Regions from separate parts of the Mus musculus genome. Here regions 1, 2 and 4 are each linked to region 3. The links are chromatin contacts, called in public HiChIP or PLAC-seq maps. All regions are on one chromosome and are shown on one strand. The core of a region is the stretch at or near the end of the contact, and the rest is flanking DNA. Distances in the headings are between cores, read along the strand shown. Region 1 holds the start of Acsbg3 (acyl-CoA synthetase bubblegum family member 3). Region 2 overlaps Ptprs (protein tyrosine phosphatase, receptor type, S). Region 3 holds the start of Ranbp3 (RAN binding protein 3). Region 4 overlaps Rfx2 (regulatory factor X, 2 (influences HLA class II expression)).

Region 1 (5,876 bases), core at 1,704-4,203, 200 kb before region 3:
AATATTATTTTTTAAAAGATTTATTTATTCATTTTATGTATATGAGTACACTGTAGCTGTCTTCAAACACACCGGAAGAGGGCATCGAATCTCATTACAGATGGTTGTCAGCCACAATGTGGTTTTAGGGAATTGAACCCTGGTCCTCTGTAAGAGCAGCCAGTGCTCTAACCACTGTGCCACATTCAGCCCCTATTTGTATATGTTGCATATAGGAAAGCATACATTATACATGCAACACATATGTGTGAAAGCTTTCATATTTACGTATATGCACACTCTAGATTTTAATATGTATATGGATATATATACAACAGTGGGTATACCTGATACAGCTCTGTATAAATGCACATACAAGATTAAAGACACAGCTGGGCAGTGGTGGCGCACGCCTTTAATCCCAGCACTTGGGAGACAGAGGCAGGTGGATTTCTGAGTTCGAGGCCAGCCTGGTTTACAGAGTGAGTTCCAGGACAGCCAGGGCTACACAGAGAAACCCTGTCTTGAAAAAAAACCAAAACCAAACAAACAAACAAAAAGATTAAAGACACAAAATATGTGTAACACAGAAACAAAACTATTATCCATGTCTAATTACACACACATTAATGCACATTTGATATGCAAAATGAAATCTTGTACTTGAGGAAACTGAGACGAGACACAGAGTGACAAACAATTCACACGTGACTAATGGTGGCATGACACTCCTAGTGGGAATGAGCAACCTGAAGTGGAGCGCAAACCGCAAGTGAGCTCCGCCCATAACACACAGCGGTGCTAGAGGGGCAAGAATGCGCAGGAGAGGGATGTGTCACCTGTGGACTTGCTTGCACAGGAGCCGTACCTTGAGGAAGGCCTTGGCAGCACGCCGGCAGGCCTCGTAGTACTCGATGTAGGTGAGCAGTTGCCAGCTTTTCTTGTACTTGGAACCGATCGCCAGGTAGTGTGAGTACTTAGTGGCCGCGCTCATGATCAAGTCGGGAACTGTGACCGGAGGCTCGTTATCTAGTGGGTCCTTGCCCATGCGCAGCTGCACCTGGCCTTCTCGCTTAGATGTCCAGTAGCTGGAACCTGTGGCGGGGTCAGAGGTCACTCCATTTGTTGGGACGAGAGATGAGGTCCTCGGGAGGACAGAGAACCACTCTCCCCAGAACAGGGCAGAAGGTCAGAAGTCACTTCCCCCACGAAGATCGGAGGAAGAACAGGGAGTCATTGTCACTGTCCCCTGTTGTGGATAGCCCTGGGGCTAATTATATTTGATGTCAATTCCGTTCTCCTGTGAGAGGCCGTGAACAAGGAATGAGTCAGCACTCAGGTGATTTCCAGTAAACTTGCTTCCCGCCTTAATTTGTAAAATAAAGGAGAGCTGATGATTGGGCAGATAAAAGGGAAGGTGGAATTGAAGGTGGGAGAGAGAGAAGGAGAAAATGGAAGAGGGAGAGGATGCAGAGGAGGAGGAAGAAGAAGAAAAGCAGAGCAGAAGCACATGGCCTGGAGATACCTCGAGTTCTAAGGGGTCTCATAGATGTGGAAGACGGTAGTGTAGCGGTAGATCTGCCCAATCTAGGCATACAGCATGTCTTCATATTAATGGTGTTGTGTTTTCATTGCTGGGGCATATTTGGGTTGGAGAGATTTACAGCAACAGTCCCCCACCCTCCACCCTCCACCACCTCAGGTGGATGGAGGTCAAAGGTCACTCCAAAAGACTGGGACAAAGGACAGGAGTGCTGTTCACTGCTCCCTGACCCACAGAAAGGAGAACATGGAGTCAGGGTTACTGTTCCCAAATGGACAAGGCCTTGATGGTTGGTCACATGATCGCCCTGGCAAAGGTCACATGGCCATAGGTATCACCCTTACTCCTTCCCCCGGTTACTTAAGCCCTCTCCACAGGACTTCAACGGCCACTGACCACCTACCCCAGTAGACCAGTGCTGCTCTACTACTGATCCCAGAAGTGTGCCTGGGCTGACAAGAGGACCCTGCTGCCACCCCCACCCTCTCCCTGCACGGGGTGGGGGGCAGGGCTCCCACCTGGGGTCAGTATCTCAAAGTTATCTGCTTGTGCCTTCTTCGATATTGCACTGTGAATTTTGTTCTTCAAGATGGTTTTGGTTTTCAGGATCCTCCTGGAGGTCTGAAGGTTATCTGATTCCTTAGGGTCAGTCATTCCCACGACACAGACCCAGCACAAAGATGTTCACGCACACAGTTACAGAGGGCAGAGGACCAGGTGTCCACAGTGGGGTGTCTGCTTCCTCAAAGGGCGGGGTGGATGGTGGTGGAATTGGCCAGAGAAAGACAGGAACCTCACAGACCAGGATAAGGGAGCAGGAGTGGATGCTGGCAAAAGAAATAAAACAAGCTGGGTGTTAGTGGGGGACATTCCTTGTGTGTGGCGTGTATGCAGACCTGTGGAAGCTAGACAGAGGTCGTCAGCAAATCTCTTCTTCCTCAGCTATGTTCCTTCCATTGAGGCCTGTCTGGCAGTGACCATCCACACCTCTCCCTTCCCGAGCCCATAGCTTGCCTATTGACTAAGCTGACTGCCAGTGAGCAGTAGGGGTCTCCTGTTATAGGTGTATGCTGCTGCACCCAGCTTTTTTTGTGGGAGAGAGGACTGAACTCATGTTCTCCAGTGGTTGAGTGCTGTGTGAACTCAAGGGTAGCCTGGGCTACATGGGACTCTGGAGAGGGGAGTAGAAAAGAAGGGAGAGGAAAGGAGGAGAAAAGAATAGAGTTTCCAGGACCTTCTGTGCCTAGTGGCACCGGCGTTTCCTGAGAGGCTGGGGCAGATGTTGTTGTCCTCAGCCCTCTCTCCCCACCACAGGCTGCCACTTTATCAACTGGTACGACAGTGGTGACTCTTGTCCAGCTCTGTCACCACCTCCCACTGTAGCCACAGAAGGACACGCAGCCCCCCAGACTGGACATCCTCCAGAACATTCCCTTCTACATTTCAAGGCAGTTGTTGTGACATCACTGTGTTCCGTAAGCCAGGGCCACGATGGCAACATGACCCAAGGTCCCCTTCTGGTCATACACCAGAAACCATTGAAATAAGAGACTCAGGTCTGTCACACAGCCATATCCACACAGTAGCCACGCTTCTTAGCTCATGGTCACTGACAGAGGAGGGAGCAAGGGTGTGGACACTCCAGGCTGAGAGGACATCCTGAAAAGATGCCCATGCCAACGTGGAGGAACGATGATGACCCTGTCCAGTGAAATACGCCAGACGAGGGCACATACCCCAGGGTCGCACTTGCAGGCCCCAGAGCAAGTCACAGAGACAGGAAGTGGGTGGTGCAGACCTGGGAAAGGAGGGGAGTGAGCACTGAATTGGGGCAGAGCTTCAGACTGGGGAGACCGAAGGCTCTAGAACTGGATGGTGATGACGGTTTCACAGTGTAAATGCATGTGCATATGGCCTGGGCTACATTTTAACTCCCTGTGTAGCCAAGGATGACCTTGGTCCTCCTGCCTCCACCATCCCCAGTGTTGGTTTGACAGGCATGTGCCATGCCATTCATGTGATGCTTGGAATCCCAGACCTTGCACATGCTATTTGAGCACTACCCACTGGGCTACAGTGCCAGACCCTTTATGGTAGTTTTTTTGTTTTTTTGTTTTTTTTTGGTTTTGAGACTCCCCATAGGTTCTTGAATGGCCCTGTCTGGTTTCATTTCTATTTCTATCGAATGTAATGCACAGTGCTCAACACTGGAGCTGGAAAAACTGTTCAAGCACATACAGATATCTGAATGAATGAATGAATGAATGAATGAATGAATAGATGAGTAAGTACACTGGTGAGTGGCTGAAGATTATATGCATGAATGAAGGAAGGAATGAATGAATGAGGGAATGATGGGTGAAGGAAGCTTACAATCCCCTTCCCCAGGGAGTACTTTTCTCCTGAGGCTGGGTGCAGGGGAGGACGGCCAGTGATGTCATAAGGGGTGTCCTGAGCAGAAGGTTCCAGAAGCCTGAATTATGGAGTTGTGTTGGGTGGGAACCCATCTACCACCATCACCCTGGCTAGACTGAGGGGTGACCAGAGCAAGAAGGGGACAACACACACACACACATACACACACACACACACACACACACACACACACACACACACACGCTTCTGGGACCACCCACCACTGACCAACTCTGTGGAAGGAGAACTACCTTGCTGACCAGATGTCTCCATCTGTGACACCTGGCCACCTTGTGAAAGTTGGTAAGGTTCCTGAGAGGATCTCTGCGTGGGGCACGTGACCGTGACAGAACGGAGCCCACATTTAGGGAAGGCCAGAGTTTAGTTTTTCCCTAAGAAGGCAAGACTGCCTTAAGCTCCCTATACTCCTGCACTAAAGGTGAGGACTTAGGCTCTAGAACCTGTAGCTGAACACCATAAAAGCTGAACGTGGACGAGCCCACCTGCAGCACCAGCACCTGCCGTACTCAGTGTCAAACAACAGACAGAGACCCCGTGGCACTGTGGCAATGTGCATTGTTTTGGGTGTCTGTAGGGTCCTACCGTGTCTGCCGCATGCAAGGGATGTCTGAAGTCCATTTTGTGTATTTGTGGCCAACTTGGGCTGCTCCCTTTGAGGCACTATCTCCCACAGAACCAGGAGCTTGCTGAGTGGGTCAGATGGCTGTCCATGAGCTCCAGCAATCCCCCTGCCTCCGTCTCTCCAGAGCTAGGGATACGGATGCACACCACCACACTTGGGATTTTTACATGTGCTGGTGATTCAAAGGCAGGTTCTTGTGCTGTGCATGCCCTTACTAATGGAGCCATCTTCCAAGCCCTTAAGTTTTGTTTTGTTTTGTTTTGTTTTGTTTTGTTTTGTTTTGTGATAGGGTCTCACCGTGTTGCCCTGGCTTACCTGGAACTCTGTAGCTCCAGCTGACCTTAAACTCAGTGACCCACCTGCCTCTTCCTCTCAAGTGTTGGATTAGAGGTACACACCACCACATCCAGCTTGTTTCCAACCTTCTTTGTGGAATATTAAAATGTTTTAATGTTACATTTTGAGAGCTTCGACTCTGTGATCACAGCCCTCCAGAGATCTGTGGTGACAGCACCTACCCTGTGCGTAGCTACAGATTTTTAAAAATTACTTTATTATTGTTGTGTATTTTGTGCCTCTGTGGGTGGTCATAGGACAGCTTGGGGTGGTCAGTTCTCCCCTCCCATGTGGATCCTAGCATTCGGCAGGATTGACAGTGAGTGCCTTCAATGGTGAGCTGACTGGCTGGACCAATAATCTTGAAAAGAGGAAGAGAGGAGAGGGATAAAAGGAGCAGAGGGGGAGAGGAGGGAGGGCAGAGAACTCTGTTAGAACCTCACCCTCTAACTTAGAAATGCACTATTCTCTGACACATAAACCACCTTTCCAGTCATCAGGCATGACTAAGCAATCCCAAGGTCTAGGCAGACATCACCAGTGGATTGGAAGTTGGCCCCTCTGCTGTTCTTGCCAAAACTTCTCTGTTTCCTTCATTGGTTTATCATCTGTGGGCCCCGCAGCACTGTGACAAATACTTCTTGTGAATCTGCAAAGGCTGGACCACCAATGACTCAAGAGAAGAAGGCGGAAGACCTTGAGAGAGGCACAGACGCCACCTCAGGTTAGTGACGGCCAGAGAGGGTTCCTCCCAATGGGCCACTCAGCCATCTCTGCTTGAGCATGCCTGACTTCCGGGGCTGTCCCGTTCTTCCTGGTTATTGGGTATGAAGTAGCACGTGGTCAGCAGTTTGGGGTCCAATCACTTAGGTCACAGGTGACAACTTGGGGTCAAGAGGCACAGCACAGGTCATTTGCTGTCTGGGAAGCACTTTTGCATATTACCTAGTTCCTGGTGTG
Region 2 (6,144 bases), core at 662-3,161, 250 kb after region 3:
ACCTCTCCATCCTGCCTCTCTTCTCAGAGTTATTCCATTTTAAGTTTGCAGCTTGCATCTTAACATTAGATGGCTGTTTCATAACTGGCTTTCAGATTCCAGATAGGGTTAACTGTTGAATTTCTCAAGTTGGTTGTGGGCAGCTCTGATAATCCAGTGGGTTCAGGGGGAAGCCAAGCCCTGGGGTAGGATGGGGCCTGGGATGTTAGAGAAACACCCAGGACCCCCCTGTAGCTGGAGTGCAGTGCCTTTGAGAAGCAGAGAGGGAGGAAGGAGAGCGGGGCAGCAGATGAGCAGGGTCTGGTGGACTATAGAGAATTGACCTGACTCCAGAGAAGGTGGGCGCCTTGGAGGAATGATTCTGATCGGGATGCTCTCTGATGGCTATTGCCCTGGGTATAGGAGCAGGGGACCTGGTGGTGGCTGTGTGCCCAGCTTGTGTGTTTCTGACAGGAGTGTGGACACTGCATGTTGCAGCCTGTGCATGAGCTCACCAGCATGTTGCCTGTGGACTGGAGGCATCATCTCTTGTGACTTTCTTAGGGGAGAAGGTGAGCAGGGCTGGCACCATTGCTGACCGTGCCCACCCATCCCACCCACAGGAAATGGTGATAACGAACCTCCAGCCTGAGACTGCTTACTCTATCACAGTAGCCGCGTATACCATGAAAGGCGATGGCGCTCGCAGCAAACCGAAGGTGGTGGTGACCAAGGGAGCAGGTAGATACCTATCCACTGCACAGCCTCTGGCTCCACAAGGCCAAGAGCATTTCCCATGATTCTCAAGCCAGAGTGGTTTTAAGACGCACCAGCCAGGTGGACCCAAAACAGGAAAGACATGGGCCCTTTTCAGAGGTTCCAGAGGCCAGGCACTGCTGGCCCTGATATCCATCTCTGCCCAAGTCACTCCCTCTCACCAGACACTATACTCATTTGGCTGTCTCCTCTCAGCTGCAAAGTGGGAGTCAAGCTTAAAGGTAGCCCAAAATAGGTCCATGTGCCTCACAGGGAATCCAAGTCTTTGCTTAAAGGAAGTCCTTCCTAAAATGTACCTTTAAAAACTAGACCTTAAGGACTGGGAGTGTGGTCAAGGGTGGGTCCCTGCGCAGAAATCCCTCAGTGAGGGGCTGCCTTTGGGGTTTGGAGAAACGTGGCAGGGCAGCTGTTTCTCCCTCCACAGTGCTGGGCCGCCCCACCCTGTCGGTGCAGCAGACCCCCGAGGGCAGCCTGCTGGCGCGCTGGGAGCCCCCCGCGGACGCGGCCGAGGACCCGGTGCTTGGCTACCGCCTGCAGTTTGGGCGCGAAGACGCGGCCCCGGCCACGTTGGAGCTGGCTGCGTGGGAGCGGCGGTTCGCGGCGCCTGCACACAAGGGCGCCACCTATGTGTTCCGGCTGGCAGCGCGGGGCCGCGCGGGGTTGGGCGAGGAGGCCGCGGCAGCGCTGAGCATCCCCGAGGACGCTCCGCGCGGCTTCCCGCAGATCTTGGGCGCCGCGGGCAACGTGTCCGCGGGCTCCGTGCTACTGCGCTGGCTGCCACCCGTGCCCGCCGAGCGCAACGGCGCCATCATCAAGTACACGGTGTCCGTGCGGGAGGCCGGCGCCCCTGGGCCCGCGACCGAGACGGAGCTGGCGGCGGCCGCCCAGCCGGGGGCCGAGACAGCGCTCACGCTGCGAGGGCTGCGGCCGGAGACGGCCTACGAGTTACGCGTGCGCGCACACACGCGTCGCGGCCCGGGCCCCTTCTCACCCCCGCTGCGCTACAGGCTCGCGCGGGACCCAGGTAGGCGCCGCCCCGGGCCCCGGCCCGCCCCTCCCCACAGGTAAGTCTCGGCCTCCAGACTCAGCCCAGGCGCCCGAGGCTCCAGTCGGTCGGTCGGCAGGCACAGGTGGGATGCGGCTTGGAGGCCACGCCCATTGCTACGCCCCTCCCGCTTTTCTCCGCAGCCGCGCCGTCTCTGCAGCAGCAGCAGCAGGCACTGGGGACAGGGCAGGCAGGGCCGGGCCAGGCAGGAAGGCCGAGGGCACAGCGGACCACAGGGACAACAGGGGCCGCCCCACGCGCCCCTTAGCCAGCGCCCGGTTCTTACTGGGCCATCTTTCTCTCTCTCCCTGCTTGCCGCCGCCCTCAGTCTCCCCAAAGAACTTCAAGGTGAAGATGATCATGAAGACTTCAGTGCTGCTGAGCTGGGAGTTCCCCGACAACTATAACTCACCCACACCCTACAAGGTACTACAACAGTGGAGGAAGGGGCGGGGCGGGAGGTAAAATCTGGGAGCCTGAGGGAGATTGGGCACAGTCAAGGCCACCCCAGATCAGGATTCGATGATACTTAGATTTCACAGTTTAGTCTGAGATTGAGGCGCAGTCTACGATTAATCACAGCTGGATCAGGGTCTGTCAGGGTTGCTACTGAACCTGGGATCAAGGCTCAGTCAAGTTGAAGCCTAGTCAGGACTGGCACTCAGAGCTGGGGTTCTGGCCAAAGCCAGGATTTAGTATGTTGTTCAGTCTTGGTCAGAAGCTAGAGTTAAGGGACCTCCTCGAACAGTCAGTTGTTCCTGAGCCTAACTCCAGGGCTTTGCCATGTTTGAAGGTCAATCAGGGATCAAGGCTTAGTTGGACCTGAAGGTTATTTTTGGACTGGAGCTCAGTCAGCTCTGTACTGAATTAGAACTCAGGAGCTAAGTTTGGGTTTAGGTTCAGTCAGATGGTTCATCCAGAAGTGAGGCTCAGTCAGGATTGGTCCAGGACAGGCAGCCTGAGGTTGCAGCTCTGCTGGGGTTGCTAGGCCCCGGCCCATTTCTTGCTGAGCCAGCTCTGCCTACAGATTCAGTACAATGGGCTCACCCTGGATGTGGACGGCCGCACGACCAAGAAGCTGATCACACACCTCAAGCCACACACCTTCTATAATTTCGTGCTCACCAACCGTGGCAGCAGCCTGGGGGGCCTGCAGCAGACGGTCACTGCCAGGACCGCCTTTAACATGCTCAGTGGCAAGCCTAGCGTCGCCCCGAAGCCCGACAATGACGGTTTCATCGTGGTCTACCTGCCTGATGGCCAGAGTCCTGTGACCGTGCAGTATGCTAACCCCCCTCCCCCCATACCTGTCCCTGTAGCTGTCAACCCACTATGTGACTGCATCGAGCCACACATCCCTTCTGTGACCCCATTTGCACACTTACTGAGATAAGGGTCACGTGAACCTGCCTCATGCGACTGTCCCCATAAAGCCTGACCCTTCACTGGGCGACCTTTAGCCCCCGAAAAGATTCTGGTCTGTGCTTCAGGCTAGCGGGGAGGCCTAGCTAGGAGTCTGCAGTGAGGACCTCAAGGGGCTTCCTGGGAGGCGGGGAAAGGGCGTAAGATCACGTGGGCTTTGAGGGATGCACAGGACACTGAGATCTGGCACGCCATGAAGTAGGCAGAAGGCAGATAGCTAAGAACTGGGACGTAGAGGCGTGTTACTGCAAGGGGTTGGGATTGGGACACGGGTGTCACTGAAACTCTACCCACAGGAACTACTTCATTGTGATGGTCCCACTTCGGAAGTCTCGAGGTGGCCAGTTCCCTGTCCTACTAGGTAGTCCAGAGGACATGGATCTGGAGGAGGTAAGGCCACCCCGTCTCCATGGGGCCTGCACACAGCCAGGCTGTGACGCCCGTCTCCCCTAGGAGCGCTGAGGCCTGTGACACTCTTTCTGCAGCTCATCCAGGACATCTCCCGGCTGCAGAGGCGCAGCCTGCGCCACTCCAGACAGCTGGAGGTGCCTCGGCCCTACATCGCCGCTCGATTCTCCATCCTGCCAGCTGTCTTCCATCCTGGGAACCAGAAGCAATATGGTGGCTTTGACAACAGGGGCTTGGAGCCAGGCCACCGCTATGTCCTCTTTGTGCTTGCTGTGTTGCAGAAGAATGAGCCTGTAAGTCCTCGGCAGCGTCTGCCTACATCCTAGCTTCCACCTACATCCTAGCTTCCACCTACATCCTAGCGTCCGCCTACATCCTAGCTTCCACCTACATCCTAGCGTCCGCCTACATCCTAGCTTCCGCCTACATCCTAGCTTCCGCCTACATCCTAGCTTCCGCCTACATCCTAGCTTCCGCCTACATCCTAGCTTCCGCCTACATCCTAGCTTCCGCCTACATCCTAGCTTCCGCCTACATCCTAGCTTCCGCCTACATCCTAGCTTCCGCCTACATCCTAGCGTCCGCCTACATCCTAGCTTCCGCCTACATCCTAGCTTCCGCCTACATCCTAGCTTCCGCCTACATCCTAGCTTCCGCCTACATCCTAGCTTCCGCCTACATCCTAGCTTCCGCCTACATCCTAGCGTCCGCCTACATCCTAGCTTCCGCCTACATCCTAGCTTCCGCCTACATCCTAGCTTCCACCTACATCCTAGCTTCCCCACCAGCCTGGAGACAGGATAGAAATGGAGGTACAGAGGTCACCTGGTGGCTTGCTCTATGGATATGTGGACCTCTCTGTGAGGTTGACCCAAATCGATCCCCAAAGCCAAGCATAGACGTTGTGAGCTCACAGAAGGCTAGGCCTGGACAAAGAGACTGACTGGACACGGGGTTGGGGTGAGGGTCCCTAGGGTTCATCCTTTAGAGGAAAACACCACCTTAGCTGGGGCTGAGAAGGATCAGCAGGAGCTCAACAGAAAAGGTTTCCCATCCCCCATGTGCCCCAGGAGAGAAGCCTGGGAGCGGCCCCGGCAGCGGGCATAGACAGCTAGAGGGCGTTAGGCCAGTTGGGGGTCCGGATGTGGCCAGCACTGATGACAGCCCCTCCGCTGCCTCTGTCCTGCAGACATTTGCAGCCAGTCCCTTCTCAGACCCCTTCCAGCTGGACAACCCGGACCCTCAGCCCATTGTGGACGGCGAGGAGGGCCTCATCTGGGTGATTGGGCCTGTGCTGGCCGTGGTCTTCATCATCTGCATCGTGATTGCCATCCTGCTGTACAAGAAGTGAGTGAGCCCAAGGGCGGGAGGAGGACACTGAGCTAGGGGACTGTGCTTGACCATAAGGGTGTAGCTGCTTAAGTGAGGGACCGTCACACCTGTGCCAGAGAAAACTGAAGTGACCTCCTTGGAACGGGGTCCAGGCATAGAGGGAAAGCACCAAATGACAGAAACTGGGAGTCGGCAAGATTGGGAAGCCACTGACATCACAGAAGGGGCTCGGTCTGACCTGCACAGTCTCACTTGGCATTCTCTTTTTCTCCTCTCACCTGCATCCGGTCTGGGGACAGCAAACCTGACAGGTGAGGACTGGCTTGAGGCAGGAGGATGACGGGTGGTTGGAGCTGGGCTCATGGGACGTGGCTACTTCAGTTCTCCAGGTGGCATACGTGTTTATACAAGGGCCTGGGATCAAGGCTCAGTATAGGATTGGAATTTAGGTGAGATTGAGGCTCAGTCAGCTTGGAGCTTAATCTGGGATAAGGGCTTGTCCTGGATTGTAGTCCAGTCTAGGACTGAAGTTTAGTCTATAGGACGAATGATTCATCTGGATTTGGGGCTCAGCTAAGGCCGAGAACCCAATCTGAGGTTGATGCTAGTCTAGGATCCAAGGGTCTTTGTAGGATTGAGGCTCCATAAAATTAGGGTTCAGTGTGTAAATGGCCCATTCCCTACCTCGTGTTTGTAGGTCCTGGGCCATGTGTCCCTGAGTGTGTGCACACACACTTTGGGGCATATGCTAAAACATTGGCTTTCTGTCCCTTCCCTCTCTGTCCTTGAAGCAAACGCAAGGACTCAGAGCCCCGCACCAAATGCTTACTGAACAATGCCGACCTTGCCCCCCATCACCCCAAGGACCCTGTGGAAATGCGACGCATCAACTTCCAGACACCAGGTATGAGCTGACTGTGGGGGCCAGAAGCAGCTGGGGTGGGGCCAGAAGCACCCCCTAAATGAGCCAGGCTCTGATCACCAAAGCAGCAGGTCATGTGACTGCCACCTTCTCCGAGAACTTAAAAAGTCAAAAACAAAATGAATCAGGCAGAAAGGCAGGGGGGTTCATATCACACCCCCTACCCCGTGTCCTCCATCCCTCACCCAGTGCCCTTGGGGTGGAGTTGAGGGTCATCCTGGTTTGTGTTTGCACACTGGCCTTGGAATGTGTCTGTGCC
Region 3 (5,850 bases), core at 2,385-4,884:
GGAACAGGGCTGATGCTTAAATGCTGAGCACTAGTCCAGTACGAAAAGCCCAGGGCTCCATTCCCAGCATCACTTCAGTCAAACACTTGTCATCCTAACACTGGGAAAGTAGGCGGGCAGTGGTGGCGCACGCCTTTAATCCCAGCACTTGGGAGGCAGAGACAGGGGGATTTCTGAGTTCAAGGCCAGCCTGGTCTACAGAGTGAGTTCCAGGACAGCCGGGGCTACAAAGAAAAATCCTGTCTCAAAAAAACAAAAACAATACAAAAACCAAAAACAAACACTGGGAAAGTAGAGGCAGAAGGATCAGGAGTTCAAGACCTTCCTCTGCTAGACAGCAAATTCAAGGTCAGCCTGGATTATATGACACCCTTACTCAAAAGAAAAACCAACACTACACACCTACTTTACAAAGGCGACAAGATATCAAACACCATGCTAGGAACATGCTCAAGAGATGGGGTATTCTGGAAACACAAAATGACTGATTCAGAAATGATGGATGTAAGGCACAAACACTTCACCTCCTGAGAAGACTGTGACAGAAGTAATGTCAGAGGATAGACAGCAGGCAGGCACAGACCTTCCTAGCCACAAACTTCAAAACCAAACATTCTCCATCTTCACTTTACAAGCAGTGTGTATTGACAGTGAACAATGTATGGGCGCCACAAGACGACCGAGCCCCAGGTGACAACGTGCAAACTGTACTCCAAGGCAAAGTGTACTCTCACTCCCAGTCAGTCCTGATCAACAAACTCCTTCCACCAACAAAACCTTCCTTTTCCATGGAAGAGCTCTTGGATGGCCTCTGTATCAAGCACTGCTCCAAAAGCAGGAGCCTACTAGTGATAGAGAAGGAGAAACTCCTGCCTTAGCAGTGCTTCTGCACCAGCAGAGCATGGCTTAGTTGGCTGACAGCTGAAGTCAAGAAATAAAGCAGGGCAGAGGCGATAGGAAAGGTGGCCACCAAAAAAACAGGCAGTCTGGGAATTCCTCATGAGTAAAGTATCATTAAGAACAGACCACCAGGGAGGGGGGCACTCCAGACAGAGGACATCCAGGAGCCCAGCAAGGAAGAGGAAGGCAGGTCAGAGCAGAGCAGTCAGGAGGAAGGGTCTGTGTAGAAGCTACTCTAGCTTCTGATTAAGGTGCTGGATGAAAAGAGGCAGAAGGGAAAGAGGCCTCCTTGGAGGCAGTGGAGGCAGGCACAGAAGAGGACTCCTAAGCACTTCAAAGTCTTGGGGTAAGAGAAAAATTCCCATTGACAACCATAACAGGTTGAGGTCTGGGTGACTTTCTGGGATGGGATTCTGTTCTACACAGGATATTACCCACTATAAAGGAGACCTCCATGGCACGAGCCCCATGTTCTGTATATTCCAGTCATCCCAGCACTTGGGAGGTAGAGTCCGCAGGGTCAGGACTTCAAGGCTAGAGCTGTGAACCTGAGAGCAACCTGGGCTATATGAGACTCTGTCAAACCAACTAAAATCCCCTAATTTTTAAAAGGAGTCTGTGTTTAAAACACACCCATGCCACGCAGTAGTGGTGTACGCCTTCAATCCCAGCACTTGGGAGGCAGAGGCAGGCAGATTTCTGAGTTCAAGGTCAGCCTGGTCTACAAAGTGAGTTCTGGGACAGCCAGGGCTACACAGAGAAACCCTGTCTTGAAAAACAAACAAACAAACCAACCAACCCACAAAGCACATCACATCAATCTCTACTTCCCTGGCTCCCTCTACTGCCTCCATCCTCAATGGCTTGTGTAAAATAGGTAAGGGGGGGGGGGGGGCGGGGCGGCTTACCCAGACTATGCAGGTTCACACAGCTCTGCTTCCTGACCTGCCTCTAGTAACTGACTTACCTGCATCTACCCTTCAAGGCCTGGATGGAGTGTAAATACCTCCCAATGCCCAGTCCCTCCCAGTGTACTCTCTGAAGGACCCCATGTCCCTGGGTGTTCTACAGAAGCCTCAGACTACATGTCACTGCATAGTGCATAGTGAAGTACCACGTCCCTGCTAACAGCCTGACTGTAGTTGTTAAGGAAAAAGGACAGGGCTGAAAATAGACCTCTGGGGGCTAGAGAGATGGCTAAGCAGTTAAGAGTACTGACTGCTCTTTCAGGGGTCCTGAGTTCAATTCCTAGCAACCACATGGTGGCTCACAACTACTGTAATGGGATCCTATGTACTCTTCTGGTATGTGTCTGAAGACAGCTCCAGTGTACTTAGATAAATAAAAATAAATAAATCTAAAAAACAAAAAACAAAAAAAACAGACCCTGAAGTCCCCAAACTGAACCCTGGAGGAGCCCCGAAGGGGCCACCACTGGGTGTCAAGCATCAGGCTGACTGAGAAAGTGTTACATCCCAGAGTGCTCAGGGAGTCAGGGCCACGGGGCAAAAGGGGGTGTGGAAGCAATTAGTATATCAGTGCTCAACCTGTGGGTTGCCACCCCTTTGGCAAATGTCTAAATAGGAAATCCAGAAACATTTACATTACCATTCATAACAGTAGCAAAGCTAGTTATGAAGAAGTAACAAAAATAATTTTATGGTTGGGGTCACCACAATGAGGAACTATATTTAAGGGTCACGGCATTAAGAAGATTGAGAACCACTGAATTAGGAAATACAGATCAGGTGGCCAAGCCTAAATCAGGGGATGTAAGCTGCACTCCAAAGGACTCTGAAGACTGGTAGGAAGAGACGTGCAGGTTCTGCAACAACTGGGTAGTCCTACCATATTCAAACCCCTTAAATGGGATGTCGACTCCAGAGGGGAGGTTTCACGGTGTCAAAAATAAAAACGGGATGTGAAGAAGCAGTTAGGAGTTTCAAGATCAGATGGCCAGGCCTAAATGGGGGGCATCAAGTGCACCTCAAAGGACCTGGAGCCCTGTGGCGGGAATAGGGGCGCCCGGTCCGGGTTTAAGCAGACCTCGGGGTGTAAGCTACAGGTCGGGGTGGCCGAGCACCTTCGCGGGATGAAGGAGAGCCGGACCTGAGCCTGAGGCTATGCCGGGGAAGGAGGCCCAGGCCCCAGGCGAGGGAAGCGGGGAAGGGAGCGTGGCGGGCTGGGCCCGCGAGCAGGCTCGGAGGTCTCGCCCGCCTCGTTCGAGGCCGCGGAGCCGCGTCTCAAGGCCCGTTGGGCTCCCCGGGCGGCCTGCGAGGCCGGAAGGCGTGGGGTGGGGGTGGGGGGTGGGAGGCGGTCGCGGCGCGGCCGAGGAGCCTCGAGGTCGGGAGGAGGCAGAAGCCGGGGCTGCCGCGAGGAACCCGGCCGGGGACCAGACTCCACGGTAGGGGGGCCCGCTGGGTGCCCAGACCGGGTGAGGCCGAACTCCCACAACCTGAAGCGCTCGCCCTTCGACTCTGGGGCTCCCTTGACTTCCCGCCCCGCGCCCGCCTGCCGCCAGCTGGCCCCCGGCGGCGCCTCCCCTACCTTCGTTCGCCAGGTCCGCCATTTTACTTCCTTAAGCCCTCCCACAAGGCCCCGCGCCCGGCCCCCGGGCTCCGAGGGCTTTCTGCTGGGAGAGTTCTGCGCCTGCGCATCCCATAAGCCAGCGCCGGTGTGAGGAGGAGGGAAGCTCGCACCCGCTAGAGCTCCGGCCGCGCGCCTGCGCAGTAACGGCTCTCCGCCCGCCTCTTCCCGCCCGCAAAGGGAAGAGGGTGTGGCTAGCGTGGCACGCATGCGCACAGGCAGCGCCAGTTTGCTATTGGTCCTGAGCTCCTAGCATTGGCAGCATGTTAAGGAGGTGGGGGGGGGGGAGGAGGATGGCCGAGCCCCACGCATGCGCAGGAGAGACGTGCCGCTGCTTGCTGTCCTGACTGCCATCCCGCCACTTTCTCTGTTTGTTTCTCTGGCGTGAGCCTAGGTAGGCTTTTTAGCGATTCCGCGTACAGGAAGGAGTGGCCCATGTCCCTGAATCAGAAGCCAGGCCCTTTCACACAGCTTTCCTATGGCTATTTGGGGTGGTTGAGGAAGAGGCAAAGTCAGAGGTCACCCTAGATTTCAAACACAGGATGTCCTAATAAAACTAGACTCTTAACCTCTCTGGGCATTAGACTTGGCATTGGTGCGCACGCCTTTAATCCCAGCACTCAGGCAGACGCAAGAGGATCTCCGTTTGAGAGCAGCCTGGTCCAGGGCTACACAGACTATGTCTTGAAAACAAACAAACAATAAGTAATAAGAAAAGATGTATTTGTGTATGAGTGCTATGTGTGTGCAGTGCCTACAAAAGGCTAAAAAAGGAAAGGCTATCCTGGAACTGGACTGTGGGTGACCGGTCTAAGCCAACTATGTGGGTGCTAAGAACTCAGGCCAGGCGTGGTGGCGTACGCCTTTAATCCCAGCACTCGGGAGGCAGAGGCAGGCGGATTTCTGAGTTCGAGGGCAGTCTGGTCTACAGAGTGAGTTCCAGGACAGCCAGGGCTATACAGAGAAACCCTGTCTGGAAAAAAGAAAGAAAGAGAGAGAGAGAGAGAGAGAGAGAGAGAGAGAGAGAGAGAGAGAGAGAGAGAGAAGAAGAAGAAGAAGAAGAAGTAAGGAAGAAAGAAAGGAAGGGAGAATGGAAAACCAAACCTATATTCACCTTTGCATACTGACAAGACACCTGAAAGCAGCTACTACGTATTTTAAATCTGGGTATACTCCTATAGATCTGTGAGATAGGGAGACACTGTCACAGTGTAGTCCAGTCTGGTCTTGAACTCAAAATTCTCCTGCCTCATCTTCCCAAGTGCTGGGGCCACAGATATAGAACTCACTCTTGCCGGGCGTGGTGGCACATGCCTTTAATCCCAGCACTTGGGAGGCAGAGGCAGGCAGATCTCTGAGTTCGAGGCCAGCCTGGTCTACAGAGTGAGTTCCAGGACAGCCAGGGCTACACAGAGAAACCCTGTCTCGAAAAAAAAAAAAAAAAAAAAAGAGCTCACTCACACTTTCTTTCTCCCCCCCCACCCCCAGTTTTGAGTATTTTATGTAGCCCAGACTGCCCTCGAAATGGCTTTGTAGATGAGGGTGCCCATGTACTTCTGATCCTCCTGCCGGCACAGCCAGAAAGTTAGGCTAACATATGTCACCATCATACCCAGGTTCAATGGTTTTGGTTTTGGTTTTTGGTTTTTAGTTTTGAAAGAGAGTGTCATTACATAGCTCAGGCTGGTCTGGAGTTTTCAGTAATCCCCCTGCCTCAGCTTCCAACTCCTGGGAACATGAATGTGTGCATACAACGCAACCTTCTGTCTCCCTGGTGTATGTGGTGAGTGTGGATGTATGTGCACAGCAAGTGTACATGAAGAAGTAGGGGGGTTGGGGATCCTGCTCTATGTGTCTGCTTTATTCACTTCAGACAGCCTCCCTCACTCAACCTGGAGCTACACTGGGCTAGGGTCACAGGCCCTCCTAGCCATCCTGGCTTCTCACGTGGGTGCTGGGATTTGAACTCCTGTCCAAATGCTTTACCAGTCAAGCCATTGCTCCAGGTCTTCTCAGTCCCCTTTTCCCCTGTGGACCTCCCTGTCTGACCCTGTGACCTTCCATCACTATGATGTTTTCCTGAGTGCTGTATGAGCCTTGCACAGTGACTCAGTGTCTCTATGTTATCACAGAACTTAATACCAGCACCCAGGAGGGAGGGGCAGGTGCATCTCTGTGAGATGGAGTCCAACCTGATCTACAGAGTAAGACCCTATTTCAAACAAACAAAAGAAACCAATAAACTCCTAAACTTGTTAAACTAGTGGACCTCAAACTTCGTAATAGTGCAACCTTTTAGTACAGCTCCTCATGGTGTGGTGATCCCCAGCCATAAAAGCATTTCCTTGCTACCTCATAACTGTA
Region 4 (6,567 bases), core at 1,894-4,393, 140 kb before region 3:
GGAGCCTGTCACTAACTTCCTCTGTACATCACTCACCCCCTACTTTTCAGAAGACTATCATTTGATGCTGAGTGGCTACTGTCTCAGCGGTTTGTTTGTTTGTTTTTGAGCAGGGTCTCTCTGTGTAGCCCTGGCTGTTCTGGAACACAATCTATAGAGCAGGCTGGCCTCGAACTCAGAAATCCACCTGTCTCTGCCTCCCAAGTGCTGAAATTAAAGGCGTGCGCCACCACTGCCTGGGGGCCCAGTGTCCCAGCTATAGTGACTCAGCTTGTGTCTGGGACATTTAAAAGAATTTCAACAGGTTTCTGAACTTTCAGGGTTGCTCCCAGCACTGAATGTGACAGTGTCCTATAAAAATGGAAGCAAGCTCGGTGTATGAAAAACTGAAGGACAAGCCAGCAGCTCTGCTCCATCATACCCAACCCATGGCTAAGATCTAGTGCTCTCTGTGCAGTGGCACGTGCCTGTCACCCCAGTGATTGGGAGGCAGAGAGGAGAGAAGTAGAGTCCCTGGAGTCGAAGCCCAGCCTCACCGACATCATGAGCTTGGGTCAGCCTGGGCTGTGTGAGCTCCTGGCTTATAAGAGTAGACACACAGCACCTTTTTAGTGGATTATCTTACATGTTCTATTTATGTGAGTGTATGTATATCTTCACAGGCATGCCATAGCTCACTTGGGTGGGTCAGAGGGCAGCTTTTGAGAATTGGTTCCCTCCTTCCACCATGTGGATCTCAGGAATTGAATCAGGACATCAGAGCTCAGAGCCATCTCATTGGGCCTAACTGCTTTTTGTTTTTTAATTTCCCATGGAAGTGCTTGCTTTGCCACTTGAGTAAACACTAGCTATACCCTCCCCCATCATCACCAGTCTCAGAGCCCAGAAGATGCTGTGGGGCAGAGGGAAGACCTGTGAGCTGTGCTGTGACTGCCCACAGGCAGGAGGGATGGGGGACAGTGCCTCCTGCTCCATCTTGTCCTTGGCTGTCAGCTGCCATCCACAGTTTGGTTCCCCTGGTCAAGGTGCAGTGAGCAAGAGGAAGGGATGATGGGACCAGGACAGAGCACAGGTCCAGGTGGGCAGGAGGGAGTGGCGTAGCTTCAGGCCTCAGGGCTGTACACTGTGGAGGAACCCATAGTGAGGCATAAGGGAGTTAGTCAGGGTGAACATGCCTTGAGCCTCGTGTGCAGTGAAAACCAGAGCTAGCCAGTTTCCTGGGACCCAGGGTGCAGCTACAGACAGGCATCTGTCTACAGGGACAAAATGGTGCTGTCCTGGGAGTGACTGAGCCATGTTAGGTGGGCACTGTGTGTCTGTGCATGTCCATGTGACACCTCTGACACCCACTCCCTGAAGGCAGAGCACTGTCAGCCGCCAGCTCTACCCCAGTCCCAAGTCACCACCTTGGTAACTTCCGAGCACCCGGACATGACGGGTGAGTTTACTTTCCCCATGTAGACATAAAACCATGGCTCTCCACTCACATGGGGTGAGTTTATTCCAGAGCAAACTTGAGAATCCAGGAGCACAGAGTTAGCTGACCTCAAGTTCCTCATTTGAGCATGAAGGCTATTCAGTGGAGCTTTGCCATAATGGGACAAAGCAGTAACTGAGGATGCACTACGTTCCCTGCTGGAGACCCCAGTGTCAGCCACCGCACAGGACAGAAGTACAGCTGCGGGCCTCAGACACCCTGAGGACTCAGCCTCTGGGCTGGTGGTAACTGGGGTTCTCTAAGTGATAACATCCCAGAGGGTTTTTATCTCTAGTCTAGATGTTAAGTCTGATACAGAGGAGTGAGAAATGGCTACTTAGGAGGCTAAGGCTAGCCCGATATAAAGTGAATTAGGCCCAGGACCTGCAGCATTCCAACTCCCCAGTCACTGAAGTTTCCGTCTGTCACTGGGCCTCTGCAGGCACAGGTCCTTCCCAGAGCTGCTCCCTTGTGACAGAAAGCAAGCCGTGTGACCCCTCTGAAACTCTTATTTCTTTGTTGTATTTATTTGTTGTGTATGAGTTGAAGGGTACTTGTATCACAACTTGCATGCCAAAGGACAGCTGGCATCCATCATGGGCCTGGTTGTCAGTCTTGGTGGCAAGTGCCTTGACCCACTGAGCCCCCTTGTAGGCCGGAAAAAGAAATGGAATGTGAAGATTCACAGTGGGGAACTAGTTGCCAATTCCAACTGGAAACCCACCTGTGCCAGAGGCAAACTGATGGGGCTCAATAGGCGGTTCCATCCCCTGCACCCCTTAAATCATGTGTGGTGACGGCTATCACACACTGCAGCCCTGGAGAAGTGGAAGCTGGAGGTTAGGAGTTCAAGGCCAACCTCAGCACTCAGTGAACTCAGGCCTACTGGAGACCCAGTCTCCAAATGGCAAAAACAGGGCTGGCTTCAGGCACTGCAAAAGTTCAGCTGAAGGAAATCTTACAAGGGTGGCCGGCACTTGGCAAGGGCGCCCCCGCCCTTGGACCTCTGAGCCCTCTCTCCACTCAGTGTGTGGGTGTCTGTGTGAGTTCAACCTCAGGCTTCAGAGGGTTGATAGCCAGAAAATGCTGAGTTTCTTGGTATCCCTGGGGACCCTGACCCTTCCTGGGGACATGGGTGACTGTCACACAGTGTGACTGGCATGAACAGTGCTCAGCTCTCTCAACCCTGATGAATACCAAGAGGCAGGCAGTTCAGGGGCATGGAAGAGAAGAACTCAGTTCCACAGTGGGGAGGGAGACAAGATGCAGCCACCATGGCCAGCCGCTACAGTTGCCAGCATCACCTTCAGGTCCATGCTAAGCAGGGCAGCCCCCAGCACAGGTCACCAATGCCCAGTGTCACACACAGGCCACTTACTCCTGAGACCTCAGGTCACAGGGAACCAAGAGAACTTGTCTGTAGGGGAGCTGGAGTGTGGGCCCATCTGGCTGGACCTGTCCCCCTACTCAGAGCAGGGATACAAATTGCATTGGTGGGTAGGACTCAGGTGCCAGTCTTGCCACCAAGACTAACAAAGACCAACTGAGGCTTGATTCCCCCACAGCAGAGCTTAACCAAGTGGCAAGTGACAGAGTCACAGCACCCCTGGATGGGTGGATAGAGGGGTGGGGATAAAAGAGAGAGAAATTGCTTAAGGTCACAGTGAGTCAGGACAGCCAGGAACCCAGCCCAGAAATGGCTCACAGCCTCCCTGCCCTTCCTTGCCTGCCCACTTGTTGCTAGGCAACCCAAGATTTTTTTTTCCCCCTGTAAACAAAGGGCGCTTCCCCAGCAGATCCACCTGGCGCCAGGCCAGACCCCAGCGCACTGCAGCCTGTGCCTGCCTCTTGGAGTCCTTGGAGACAGCAGGAGACTGGCCACTGCAATCTGCCATCCAGCAACTCCACTTGGGCACTCTGTCAAGTTCAAGGTCAAATGCACAGACTGGATTAGAGGCTGGTCTTGGGGAGACTTGAGGCCTTCTTTTGGACCATTGACTGGCAGTATGTGGTAGAGCTGGGTCACCAGGGAACCATGAGCCAGGCTCAGAGAGGCAGGATGACAGAGTGCTCTCAGGTTCCTGAGACCCCCATAGGGGAGGAAATCAGGTGAGGACAGGTAGAGAAAGCCAGGTCCCCCCAGGAGAGAACTCAGGAGAGGCAAAGAACCAAGCAGAGAAGCAGAGGGCCAGTGAGCAAGACTCCCGTGCCCAGCAAGCTCAGCCACACCATTGCTATTGCAGTCCTTCCAGCCAGTACACACCAGAATGCACAAGCACACACACACACATTCACCCATGCAGCAAATGCATGCACATATACGTACACACACATTCGACACACCTAACTGTAGCTTATCAACCTCAGTTTGACATCTGTGGCCTTCCCTTATTGAATGACAACCTTTAACTTTTTCACTTGACTCAGATACATCCCAGCTTCTCTCTGGCTTGCCAGCCACTAGTGTCATCCCGAGGTTCAGGTGGAATGAGGAGAGGAGGGCACACTTGAACTTCAGCTCTGGGCTCCTTGACAGTTGATCCCACAACCTGGGCAGCTCCTGAGTGAGGAGGGTGGTGCATACTGTGAGGACTCAGTAGCCACAGAGGACTCCCATGCTGAGTACAGGGACAGAGAGACCCAGCCTGGGCAGGGGACATGTTCCACGTGTCCCTCAGGGCTAGTACCTGTGGGCCCACTGAACTTCCCTCATGGAAACCTCATGCACCATGCAGCAGTACCAACAACAAACCCACCAGCCATCACTGGCTGTTATCATCTCTCCCACCTGAGACCTGGGCCACCCCAGCCCATCTTAGTACTGGGACCAAAGACATGATCAACCACACCTAGTGTGTGTGTGTGTGTGTGTATGTGTGTATGTGTGTGTTTCTGTCTGTCTGTCTGTCTGTCTGTCTGTCTGTCTGTCTCTTTGTATGAATGAGGTGTCCATTGTTCAGACACGGAATGGAATGGAAGCAACTGGGTGTTACTAGATTTGTTCATTTCAGACATTCTTGTGAGTCTTTGGTGACAAGTTTTGTTTCATACAGAGCCTCCCTCACTCAGTAGTCCAGGCTGCCCTGAAACTCACCTTGTGGCCCAGGCTGGCCCATGAACTCCAGGAACACTCCCCCTGCCCCATCTCCACCTCCCATCTCACAGTCACTGAGACTCCAAGATTCTTACTGGGTTCTGGGCTCAGAACTGAGAGGTCCTTGAGCCTTTGAAGGACTCTTTGCTGACTGAGCCGTCCTCCCCTCTGTCGGATTAAAACACTGAATTTGATTTATTCATTCATCAGCTTAGTTACTCATTCCAGTGTGTGTATACACAAAAGATTTTTCTTACAGAATACTTTTTGTTTTATGTTTGTAGCCCAGGCTGGCTTTAGACTCCTCATCTTGAACTCCTTACGCTCCTGCCTCCCTCCGCTTGTGTCCTGAGCCACTCCAAGTGCCTTCCCTCTGGAAACCGCTACACTGACGCGCATCACTGTACTGCGTGGTTCTGGCTCCATCTAGTGATCACCAATGGGGCAGCACAGGCGGGTGCAGAACCCAGTGTCACCAAACAGGGATTCATCCCCTCTTCCTGTGGGCACTCTATGTCATAGGCTGTCTCCAGTGACTGTTGAGACAGGAGCTTATTGACTGAATCTGAGACCGGGGTCCTCCTGCCCCTCTCCGCTTCTGGGGCTATAGGCACAAACACCAAGCCTGCTTTTTACATGGGTTCTGTGGATTTGAACCTGGGTGGTCACTGTTGGTGCAGTGGTCGCTTTCTTCTTGGAGCTGCCCCCTGCCGCCATCAGTGATCATGGCTGCTCAGCTTCAGGGCCATGGGCTGCAGGTGTGTGACCCCCCGACACCTCACCACCACTCTCTCTGCTCTAGATCCCAGCATGCAGAACTCCGAGGGAGGAGCAGATTCGCCAGCGTCAGTGGCTCTGCGTCCTGCAGCCCAGCCCATGCCAGCCTCCCCACAGGTGACTGTGCCCGCCCTGCCATCCCGGCACTCTTTGAAAAGTGCCACCAAAGAACCATGACACAGATGAGGAGAGAACACACCCCACCAGTCAACTGGCTCTCGCTCTGGAGAGCTTCTGTGCCTAAGGAAAAATAACTGAAAAATTCAAAGTAGAGAGAAATCTTAGGATGCTCCCCAAAGCTCCATTCAACCCTCCTCCTCCTCCATCTCCTCCATTTCCTCCTCCCCCATCTCCTCCATTTCCTCCTCCCCCATCTCCTCCATTTCCTCCCCCATCTCCTCCATTTCCTCCTCCTTCTCCATCTCCTCCATCCCCTCTCCATCTTCTCCCCCATCTCCTCCATTTCCTCCTCCTCCTCCATCTCCTCCATCCCCTCTCCATCTTCTCCCCCATCTCCTCCATTTCCTCCTCCATCTCCTCCATCTCCTCCCCATCTTCTCCTCCATCTCCTCCATTTCCTCCTCCTCCATCTCCTCCATCCCCTCCCCATCTTCTCCTCCATCTCCTCCATCCCCTACCCATCTCCTCCTCCATCTCCTCCATCCCCTACCCATCTCCTCCTCCATCTCCTCCATCCCCTCCCCATCTTCTCCTCCATCTCCTCCATCCCCTACCCATCTCCTCCTCCATCTCCTTCTCCCCCTACCTCATATTAGAAATGGAGCCCGGGGTCTTGAATGTGCTTCCCACCCAGCCCAGATTCATTCTTGAGAGACGTCCACCACTGTTTTCTGTAGCCATGAGCACACCAGCCTTCAGAGTAAAGTGTGGGGCAGGACACATGGGCATGCCAGGCAAACTGAAAGGTCAGGGACACAGGCATAGGACACATACTAACTTATTTTTTCAGAGAGCCAAAGGAGGGGAAATTAACAATAGATAGGCAGTTACCTTCAGATGCTGCCCTTTGTTTCTCCTGAAATGCTGGTGATGAACCCAGTGCCTTTACACGTGTCAGAAAAGGGCTCCATCACAAAGCTGCTCACCTCGTCCACACCCCTCCAGCTCCTTACATGCTTTCTGATGTCGTGACCCTCCACTGCCCAGATCGAGCTGCCCCATCACACTCTCAGTGTTAGCAACTCTGTGCCTCTGCTTT

What was found. HiChIP or PLAC-seq counts read pairs in DNA pulled down with a chosen protein or histone mark.
Region 1: a contact with region 3 is called in an H3K27ac HiChIP or PLAC-seq map of embryonic stem cells, with 7 read pairs. The contact joins the promoter of Acsbg3 here to the promoter of Ranbp3 in region 3. A contact is called at or near these places in 1 of 39 promoter capture datasets (cranial neural crest), 3 of 115 datasets of contacts at active chromatin or transcription factors (embryonic stem cells and stem cell-derived neural progenitor cells) and 2 of 9 other capture datasets (adipose tissue and liver).
Region 2: an H3K27ac HiChIP or PLAC-seq map of embryonic stem cells shows a contact between it and region 3, with 3 times the contacts expected there. The contact joins the enhancer-like site here to the promoter of Ranbp3 in region 3. A contact is called at or near these places in 7 of 39 promoter capture datasets (the 3T3-L1 cell line, the HPC-7 cell line, cranial neural crest and 4 more), 1 of 15 datasets of contacts at CTCF or cohesin (the NIH/3T3 cell line), 17 of 484 Hi-C or Micro-C datasets (the AML12 cell line, the Ba/F3 cell line, CD4 T cells and 8 more), 13 of 115 datasets of contacts at active chromatin or transcription factors (astrocytes, craniofacial prominence, embryonic limb bud and 4 more) and 5 of 9 other capture datasets (adipose tissue, embryonic stem cells, liver and 2 more).
Region 4: a contact with region 3 is called in a FOXA1 HiChIP or PLAC-seq map of pancreatic cancer cells. The contact joins the enhancer-like site here to the promoter of Ranbp3 in region 3. A contact is called at or near these places in 2 of 484 Hi-C or Micro-C datasets (the HL-1 cell line and the N1E-115 cell line), 2 of 115 datasets of contacts at active chromatin or transcription factors (memory CD8 T cells and pancreatic cancer cells) and 1 of 9 other capture datasets (pancreatic islet).

What each region holds. Positions count from the first base shown.
Region 1 is chr17:56,872,561-56,878,436 of GRCm38.p6, reverse strand. Acsbg3 (acyl-CoA synthetase bubblegum family member 3) reads right to left here and starts at 2,953. Exons shown (of 14, transcript NM_030141.2): 1 at 2,757-2,953; 2 at 2,041-2,349; 3 at 848-1,074. The coding sequence starts at 2,176. Acsbg2 (acyl-CoA synthetase bubblegum family member 2) reads left to right here and starts at 3,990. Exons shown (of 15, transcript NM_001039114.1): 1 at 3,990-4,240; 2 at 5,540-5,640. The coding sequence starts at 5,586.
Region 2 is chr17:56,420,963-56,427,106 of GRCm38.p6, reverse strand. Ptprs (protein tyrosine phosphatase, receptor type, S) reads left to right here. Exons shown (of 33, transcript NM_011218.2): 13 at 603-720; 14 at 1,181-1,780; 15 at 2,130-2,227; 16 at 2,829-3,082; 17 at 3,520-3,613; 18 at 3,709-3,924; 19 at 4,821-4,978; 20 at 5,263-5,274; 21 at 5,755-5,867. Among named protein-coding and RNA genes, the nearest start is that of Mir6977, 5.1 kb to the right of the region's middle. Within about 2 kb of position 1,911, at least 220 of the 459 cell types and tissues checked have an H3K27ac peak or open chromatin away from gene starts, as enhancers often do. A contact at or near this core is called in the AML12 cell line, Th1 cells, bone marrow-derived macrophages and 9 more, where this site is marked.
Region 3 is chr17:56,671,009-56,676,858 of GRCm38.p6, reverse strand. It overlaps Ranbp3 (RAN binding protein 3), which reads right to left and starts at 3,634. Exons shown (of 17, transcript NM_001252466.1): 1 at 3,448-3,634. The coding sequence starts at 3,469.
Region 4 is chr17:56,807,132-56,813,698 of GRCm38.p6, reverse strand. It overlaps Rfx2 (regulatory factor X, 2 (influences HLA class II expression)), which reads left to right. Exons shown (of 17, transcript NM_009056.2): 2 at 5,374-5,465. The coding sequence starts at 5,382. Among named protein-coding and RNA genes, the nearest start is that of Gm41604, 17 kb to the right of the region's middle. Within about 2 kb of position 3,143, at least 129 of the 459 cell types and tissues checked have an H3K27ac peak or open chromatin away from gene starts, as enhancers often do. A contact at or near this core is called in the HL-1 cell line, the N1E-115 cell line, memory CD8 T cells and 2 more, where this site is marked.